2 separate regions of the Hordeum vulgare genome follow, and region 2 is linked to region 1. A link is a contact called in public Hi-C data. All regions are on one chromosome and are shown on one strand. The core of a region is the stretch at or near the end of the contact, and the rest is flanking DNA. Distances in the headings are between cores, read along the strand shown.

The links. Hi-C and Micro-C count contacts between places; a contact is called where the count stands out from the background.
Region 2: a contact with region 1 is called in a Hi-C map of leaf, with 4 times the contacts expected there. The contact joins the promoter of LOC123429822 here to the promoter of LOC123425603 in region 1. A contact is called at or near these places in 6 of 6 Hi-C or Micro-C datasets (leaf, seedling and an unstated tissue) and 1 of 1 datasets of contacts at active chromatin or transcription factors (embryo).

The regions. Positions count from the first base shown.
Region 1 is chr2H:148,074,560-148,078,822 of MorexV3_pseudomolecules_assembly, reverse strand. It overlaps LOC123425603 (protein FREE1-like), which reads left to right and starts at 1,607. Exons shown (of 10, transcript XM_045109293.1): 1 at 1,607-2,406; 2 at 2,591-2,677; 3 at 2,784-2,915; 4 at 3,651-3,785; 5 at 4,043-4,108; 6 at 4,204-4,263. The coding sequence starts at 1,705.
Region 2 is chr2H:148,385,947-148,390,293 of MorexV3_pseudomolecules_assembly, reverse strand. It overlaps LOC123429822, which reads left to right and starts at 1,281. Exons shown (of 1, transcript XM_045113806.1): 1 at 1,281-2,189. The coding sequence starts at 1,642. The coding sequence ends at 2,025. It overlaps LOC123425607 (adenylyl-sulfate kinase 3-like), which reads left to right. Exons shown (of 7, transcript XM_045109301.1): 7 at 1-81.

The DNA.
Region 1 (4,263 bases), core at 358-2,857:
TCAGCCGGCCCACCTGGCTCCTCTGTAGCCGACCAAAATCAGAAAAGAAAAAGGGTTTTCTTTTGAAAAAATAAACATCACCGAAAATCAAAATACCTAGAGCAAACAGGGTTTTGAAAAATAAAATTAACAACACCTGGGGCATGAGGGAATTATGCCCTATTTAAATAAAATGCAAACCTGAATTTTTAGACAACTAAATTATAATCATAACGGGGTTTTAATATGCTGTTTTAAAATAAATGCCACCTCTCCAAAGTAAGATTTTAACCATGAGGGCTACCCCTCAATCACAAACAATATCCTATAATTAACTAACATTTTTAAAACAGGTTTACTCAAAGTTATTTCATAGGTTCATTTATTAAAGGAGAAAGGGTTTTGAAACCTTGATTGAAAACACCATATTTTGAAAAACCCCATAACATCAACACAAACACCTAGCACTCATAATCACATAGCACTCATGATAGATCAAGCAACAACAACACAATGGATGCCATGATGCAAGAAGGAGGCAAAATATAACATCCACATGGAATGATAACTCTTATGGCATTGAGAACAAGGTTCCAAAATAGGAAAGGATCCCAAAATGGCAAGGATTACATCTGGGGCATTACAGCTTCCTCCTTCAGCAGCGCCGCGAACGCTTCCTCGTCATCGCAGTCCATCGCCAAGACAAAACACCGAACACCAGGCGGGTGTGGCAGACACGCAACCGTTTGCGTGTCTGGAGCGACGGAAAAGCTCGCCCAAAAACCGAGGGCGAAGTCGCGGCGAACCCTCCCTTTCTCGGCGGGGAGATGGCCTTTCTAGCGGCGGTAGGCACGTGGGCGACGCCAGGATCGACATAGTGGGGAAAGGTGTGTTTCACGTGTGGGGTGGGGGGAGAATTTGGAGGTGGGAAAACGTTTTTCACCTGACAGTGCCTACCCACATGCCGTTTTCCATTCCGCTGGAGCCCCCAAGCGCACTAGGTTCGGCCTGGGATCGACGGGCCTAAAAATGAACCCAACCGGTGAAAATCGACATCCTGAGGGCGTGACTGGGAGGATTTTTCGGCGTCAACGAAAAAAACACGTCCGAGGCGTGACTGGAGATGCTCTTAACGGATGTGCAATTGTAGTTACTTTGTTGGAGCACAACTGGTTGAGCATTAGAAAAGCCATTTTTTGAACAATTGACGCTCTTTATATTTAGCAAAAAAAGTAAATTAAAGAGAGAATTGTTAGGGAACCACAATGAACTGCTCCACTACTTTTCTTTTTGGGCAAAACCACCCTCACTAATTAAATCATTAATTTTCAGTTTAAAAGGCATTAATTTTCAAATCCAATCCGGATCATGTGGGCCTTTAAGCTGACGGACATGCACGGCCCAATTCGATCCACACACCAGCAACCCGCCGTGTCGGGCGCGTAGTCAGAGCGGCAGACAAAACAACTCCCGCGAAAGGCGAACCCAATACCACCACAGCAACCATCGTGACCGTCCACTTCCACCCGCCGACGAGATCCAACGGCCGCCGCGCGCGGACACGCTCCAGCACTAACGCGTCAACCTCCGAAACGAATCCCCACCTTCTTTACCCTTTCTTCCCCTGCAAACAAACGCAATCGCGAAGCATCGAATCGGATCAGAGTTCGGGAAAAAAAAGCGAGAGGAAATCGCCGTCGCCTCTTGCGTTCCACCTCGCCGGCGATGCAGCACGGGAGCGGCGACTACGCCTCCCCCGCCCCCGCGGGCCACTACTACCCTCACCAGTACACGTCGCCGGGGCCGACCCCTCACCCCATCGCCGCCGACCCCCCGATCCCGGGGGGCTACGCCTCCGCGCCGCCCTACTCCGTCGGCGGCTACCCCGAGCAGCCGCCATCTGCCCCGTCCTACACGCAGCCGCCCCAGTACGCCGGGTACCCGCCCTACAACCCCACGCCCTACCCCCCGGAGCCCACGCCGGCGCCGTACTACAGCTACTCGCAGCCCACCCAGCCGGCTCCCGCAGCGGAACCCAGCCCAGCGCCGCTTCCCTATGACGCCCCGTACTACGGTGGAGGCTACCAGCAGCCTGCCGCTCGGTATGGCGACGACGATTACCTGAACGAGGGCGCGTATGCCTATACCGGCGACGCAGGCCCCGAGCCGTACGGCGCGCGCGGCACGGCGCCGACCCGGTCAGGAGCCGCGATGTTTGATGACTACGGCCGGTCGATTGGACTCTCGTCCGGAGGGGTGGAGCAGCCACACGGCGGCGAGGGCGGCAGTGTGGGTGGGAGCTTTGGGAAGATTGCGAGGGCTGTTCCAAAAGCAGAAACCCATGAGGATGCTAGTGGTGGTGCGCAGAAGTTTCGGGTTAAGCTGCTGCCAGAGGGTGCCGGAAGCCCCACCGATGTGCTTTGCCAGGTACAACTTCAGTAACGATAAGCTATCAGTTTACACATGTTAGGTGTATTGTTTCACTCCGAAATTATGATATCGTGCTGTGGTTTTGCAACATATATGTTACTTGTTCCAACTTCCATATTGATCACAAGGACTGTTATGATACATGAAATCTGTACTTATTAATTATTATATGCTATTGCAGGTTGGTCTGGATGGAATCCGCATGCTTGATCCCAGCACAAGCAGGACCCTAAGGATTTATCCCCTTGATACACTGACTAAATGGGAGGTGTGTTGGACAGCATTTTTGCAGAAGATTATGGTTATATTTTCTCATCAGTGATATGATACACAGCAGTGAGGGTATTCTAATGGTTGACACTCCGCTTATTTAGGTTTTGGATTCAACTGTATTTGCGATTTGGGCAAAGACTTCAGTAGATTTTGAAGCAAAGAGAATAAGGCTGAAGTCAAACAGCTATACTTCCAATACTTTGCTTGACACTGTGACAGCAGCAACAGTCCAGGTATTACACCACCACCATTCTCTTCTCACTATCCGTGAGTAGCCACCTAACTATATTGAAAACAGTGGAAATCCTTCTTCTCAATGCTCTAATGTCAGTATATTTTAGTTCCGTTTCTTTGGCAGTGTTGCTGTTTCATATTTCAACTACATCTGTAATAACTATCAGTACAAATGGTTTACTCTAGTTATCTATCCATGCTATGGTTTGCTTTGGTACTTCTGGTTCAGTTTACATGTTATTCTAACTCCATACTTGTGGAAATAAGGAGCTAATGTCTTAATTTTTTGCATGGTTTACCCATGTATGCTGATCAGTCAATACTACTATCGATAAACCATCGATAGGGTTATTTGGTGAGAACTGTTCAGTACTGAAATGACATATATTTTGGACCGAAGATAGGTATTAAAAAATGAAATATTTTTTTCATGAATATTTCGCCTTCTATAGTATGACCAGACGAGTAAAATCTCGTGCCAATTTTTTGGTTGTGTGCTAACATGTTTTTATCTGTTCTGTTACACTTGTGTTTGAATTGCTCCTATCTTGCTGATTCTATTTTAGCCATATTTTTATTTACATGGATTTTTATGTTAATACTCGATATTCGTGTTGCCCAGATTGGTTACTAGCTTGGAACTACTTACTTGACACTGTTTTCGATTCTACATGATACATTAAGAATTTCTTCCTTAGATAAGCCTTGTTTACTTTTGTGATTGTATAACATAGTTTAAGGAGATCGGTGAAGATGCAAGAGCCAAAGGAACTGTAGACGCTGGCAAATCCTCATTACAATCAAATGAGAAGAAAAAAGGTTTTGATTGGATGTTTGCGAAACCTGTTGATGAAGTGAAAGATCATTGGGTAAGATGAAGATGCTCAATACCCATTTACTTACATGGTAGTCACATGATTGTTTGAAACACATCATTTTACTTATTTCTTTAGAACTGTTTAGGAGCATTTCTTGTCATCCATGACCCCTTAAACTCTTAACCCTTTAAAGTAGTTAATTCAAGCGGGACCTCCATCTCTTAATAATCTTATGAATTATTTTCTTCTCGCATTCTTGCATCAAAGGTTATACTTAATGTGTACTGTTACTGTCTCTCCACTTTCAGGTTCCAGATGAGGCTGCTAAGAAATGCCAGTCTTGTGCTGGTGATTTCAGTCATTTCAACCGCAGGGTAATTTATATAGTAGCTTTGTTCAGCTATTCATGTTATCACCAGAACAATGAATTTATAAATTATTGATATGAGTTTGTTATTCTTTGTTCCAGCATCATTGTAGGAACTGTGGCGAGATCTTCTGTGATAAATGCAGCCAAGGAAGAATTGCT
Region 2 (4,347 bases), core at 32-2,531, 310 kb before region 1:
TAGGAAAATGTATTGTGCAAATTGCAATGGCATCCAGAGCAGCAGGGGTAGTAGGAGTTTGTTGCTAATTTATTCGCCTTACAACCTTGTGCTGGTTCCTGGTTGTTGTGATGAGGTGCAACAGCATGCTGACCATTTCAATTTTCCAATTATTGAGACTCGTCTGCCTTATTGCTTGCAGCACAGACCAAAACGATTGTAGTATCCCTTCAATCCAAATTTAAAATAAAAACCTGTAGTACGTTCGTGCATTATCCGAAGCGAATGCTAACTCGAAATAATAAATGCGTAAAGATTTATAGAGTATTTAGGAACGGAGGAAGTGACAGGAAGCGCATATCTTGAAATGTTTATCTGGTCAATGAAGGCCGCTCATACATCTTGCCATGCCAGGACAATAAGACCCACTTCACCTTTCCCTCAAAAGTAAATAAAAGAAGGATAATACAGTACAATTCAGCAGGCCACGGAATACGATGGGTGGTCGAATGGATCCGCACGTGGATTGCAGACCCTGGATTGAATGGATCCGCACGTGGAAAATCAACTTATGGTTGAAAAAAAATCAACTTATGGTTGAAAAAAAATCAACTTATTCCGTGGCCTGCAATCCACGTGCAGTACAATTCAGTACAATTGACATCTAACTCTTAATTCGTGGCAAATCAACTTATGGTTAAAAAAAAATCGTGATTAAATGGTTAGAGGGACAGTGGTATGTCCAATTCATTAAGGTTTAAGTGTTGATGCTTGCATTATTTTTGAATTTATTTCAGAATTTTTGACGATATGTTTTCAGTGTGAGGATACATTTTTGTCGACGACGAGACACCTATGATGACTATAAATCTCAGCATGATATATTGGTCCAGTCTTTCGAAGATGCTCGTAAAGGTAGAGTGTACATATGTAGTTCATATGAATGACTGTATGCATGTGTACATAAACACTTGCGTCTGTATTATGTTTAAAAAAAACTCTTACCTCGTGACATTGGAACGCCGGGTACGGCAAATGGTTTTGGCTGAGCGGGGCGACGAGGTGTGGCTTCTTTACCGGGTCAATCCTTCTCCCGTTCCGTCGGCGATACATGAACCATTCACGATGGCCACGGCACTTGGCCACAACATGCTCCACCGTACGATGAGACGACCGACCAGGCTCCGCTCTGGGAGTGGACGGAGCTATGGTGTAAAATAATAAAGTGAGCAAACAGCAGCTTCGCAAATTCTAGAAGCGGTGGATTATCGAACGGGCCCCTTGCTTGCACCTGCTGGTGCGACACCACCCACAACCGGTCAAAACACAGCCCCGGAACGCGGAAAACCCAACGAAACCTCCTCGGCGCAGGCCGTGCGCCCGCCGGCGGAAGCGACGAGTCGACGACGACCGCGCCGGCACATACTTACAAGACAAACCCACCCCGACGGCCACCTGCGCCTTCCCCGCCGCTGACATACATATAAACTGCCCGCGCGCGCTCCCTTCCACGCCACCACTTCCCTCCCCTCCCCTCCCCCCGCACTCCACGCAAACCAAAGCCCGCGCACGCAACCGGCCGACGGCGCCAAATAAAACGGCACGCGACGATCAGCGAGGGCCGCGAGGAGGAAGCAGCAGCAGCGACAGAGGGCCGGCTGGATGGTGTTCAGCGGCGCGTGGCTGGCGGCGGCGGCGATGGTGCCGGCGGAGCTGTGCCAGGGCGCGCCGCGGCCGGGGCAGCGGCGGCGGCTGCGGGCCGACGAGGTGCTGCGCGCGCTGCTCACGCCGCCCGCGCGGGAGCTGGAGCGCCTGGCCGACTGCCTCTACGTCTTCTTCTGCCTACCGCTGCCGGAGCCGGACCAGTACCACATGCCGGCGTCCGGGCGCGGCGGCTGGATGGCGCGCCGGCCGCCCGGCGCCGTGCTGTACAGCTACCGGAGGTCCCTCTCGCTCTCCTCCGACGGCGGCGGCTCCGGCTCGTCGTCGTCGTCCACGTGGATGGCCGGCTCCGAGGTGGAGGGGCTGTATTACTCGGACGACTAGGAAAGCATGCCGTGATGTGCGTGTGTGGCGGTGGTCGTGTCGGGCTCGTGTTAGCTAGGCGGCACCGCCGTTTTGTCCGTTCCATTCTTTGCTGTACATATTGGCTTGGTTGATTGGCTTCAACGAGGAATCAAGACTGTTTTTCTCGTTTGGTTCTTTTTCGATTCTTTGATTCGAAACGCTGTAAACAGATACAGACAGTACGCCCGTTCGTTAAGGAAACAAAGTTCTAAACGAAACGAAGAATGTTTCTTTTCCCTGTAGTAATTAGCATATATTAAGTATTAATAATATTATCCATGTCCTTACAAACACACTCATACAAAAAATAAAAATACATTTAAATCAGATCACAACAAATGCTTAACCAGGTTACTGTCACCGAATATCAACTTACTCTCTTCTGGGTTAGTCTCACAACCCTCGACATATTCGTAATCTAATCAGAACGGATCCAAATCCCATCGCATGGTCATCTGACCATTCATCATGTAGTCTTCTATTGGTCAACACATCATGTTATCAACATTCTCTGATGTTCACACGAGACGAGTTCTACCATCATTACTAACACTGATATGGTTGATCATCTACTGAGGTCTGGTCAGGCTGTTCAATACTGTGGACGCGGCTATTCCAATAGATTTGACACTCTGCAGAGTTTGCATACTTTACCCACACTATGGAGCACTGACCTCGTGATCACATTCGGGTGGATCAATGTTGCTCCAACGAAATTTGTCTGACCCGTGACTCTTTCATCGTACCACCGGCATTCATCCTTCCCCGGAGTCCTGCCCTAGGTGGCCCTGTGTCCTCGTGACACCTGCCACCGTCGTAGCCAAACTAAACTGTCCCATCCGAGGACGCCGACACAAATAACTCAACTGGCTCACAGGGTTATCACTGCCTACCTGATAAGGGTAGCAAGCGAGCATAATCCTCTCTCTTTGGAGGTACCGGTGAAAGAGCACGCGATCAGACCAAGTCAAGACCGTCCCATATCGGCAAATGTTGTTGCACTGATGAGCCCGGACAGGTGACTCTGATCAACCAACTAGGTATCCTATCCCGAATATTATCTGTCATAGCTGACGCTACGATGTCATAGCAATCCGATAATTGATAAGCTCAAGCCACTACTGTTAATCCATATCCATAAACTGTCGGATGAAACACAAAGTAATCATAGACAGTAATCTCAACAGTATAATGTAAATGGCAAACTATTACTTTACAGATTCTAGCTATAAGTTAGACCTTCGGAACCCTCGCATAAAATCGACAAATAAATCGGTAGCCACCAGAACGGTCTTTACAACACATATCCGGGACATTACCGGAATAACTCAACCCCGACTCAAGACGGCTGGAAAGCAGCTCAGAGCATGAGACGGTGTTGATAAGAAGAATGTAGCAGTTCCCTAAGACGGCCGAAGAACAGCTCAAAGCATAGGATCACTTCCACGGAAAGAAATTCAATAGTTGCCCGTGACGGTCGAAAAGCAGCTCAGAACATGAGCTAGCTGCTCACAAGAGAAATATAAAGTTGGCATCCACCCCGGACGGCCGAAAATAGCTCAGACTCAGGCATGGTGCCGTTATTGAAGAAAATGCGAGCAAGGGTTCGTCAGCATCTCATACATCGCATTACTATACACTCAGTCATAAGCATTATAAATTAAATATGCAATGGCATCACAGAGCAAAGTTTGAGGGCATATATTAGATGAAAAGTAATACTTGTAACTAGTACTAATGTCATCACAATTATATGCAAATGCAGACTAACAGGTGATACAGATAAACATACAGAGTACACACAAAGTTATCACGCAAGTCTGGAGCTCATGGTAAGAGGTTGGTTTGCCTGAGGGTCGACAAATACTCCGGGAAGAAGCGCGACAAAACATCAGGAAGATTTGCCGGAGAGGTTTCCCTCTCGGAGGGCTCAATCGTAGGGCAAGGGCAAAAAAATCATTTCTACTGTGCAAACATATTAAGAAAATCATACTATCGAGACGGGCTCGACGAGACGAAGACGTGGGCGCTGGTTTTACCTCAATGGGAGCTACAAGCGAAAAGTTATGGCTATTCGTTGTTTAGGCAGAAAATAAATAAAAAACATATTCTGTTTCGGTCTAAACCAGTGAACGTCCACTACTTAAGCAGTTCGGCCGACAGGGTTTAAACAGAAGGCACATTTCGGAAAATACGCTTTCGGTAAACCGAAAGCGTACTTTACACTTTACGCCTTCACTTAAAAACGTGCGGGCCCGAGGGGTTGACTTCTTAGCCGGCTGACGGGTGGGACCCACCCTA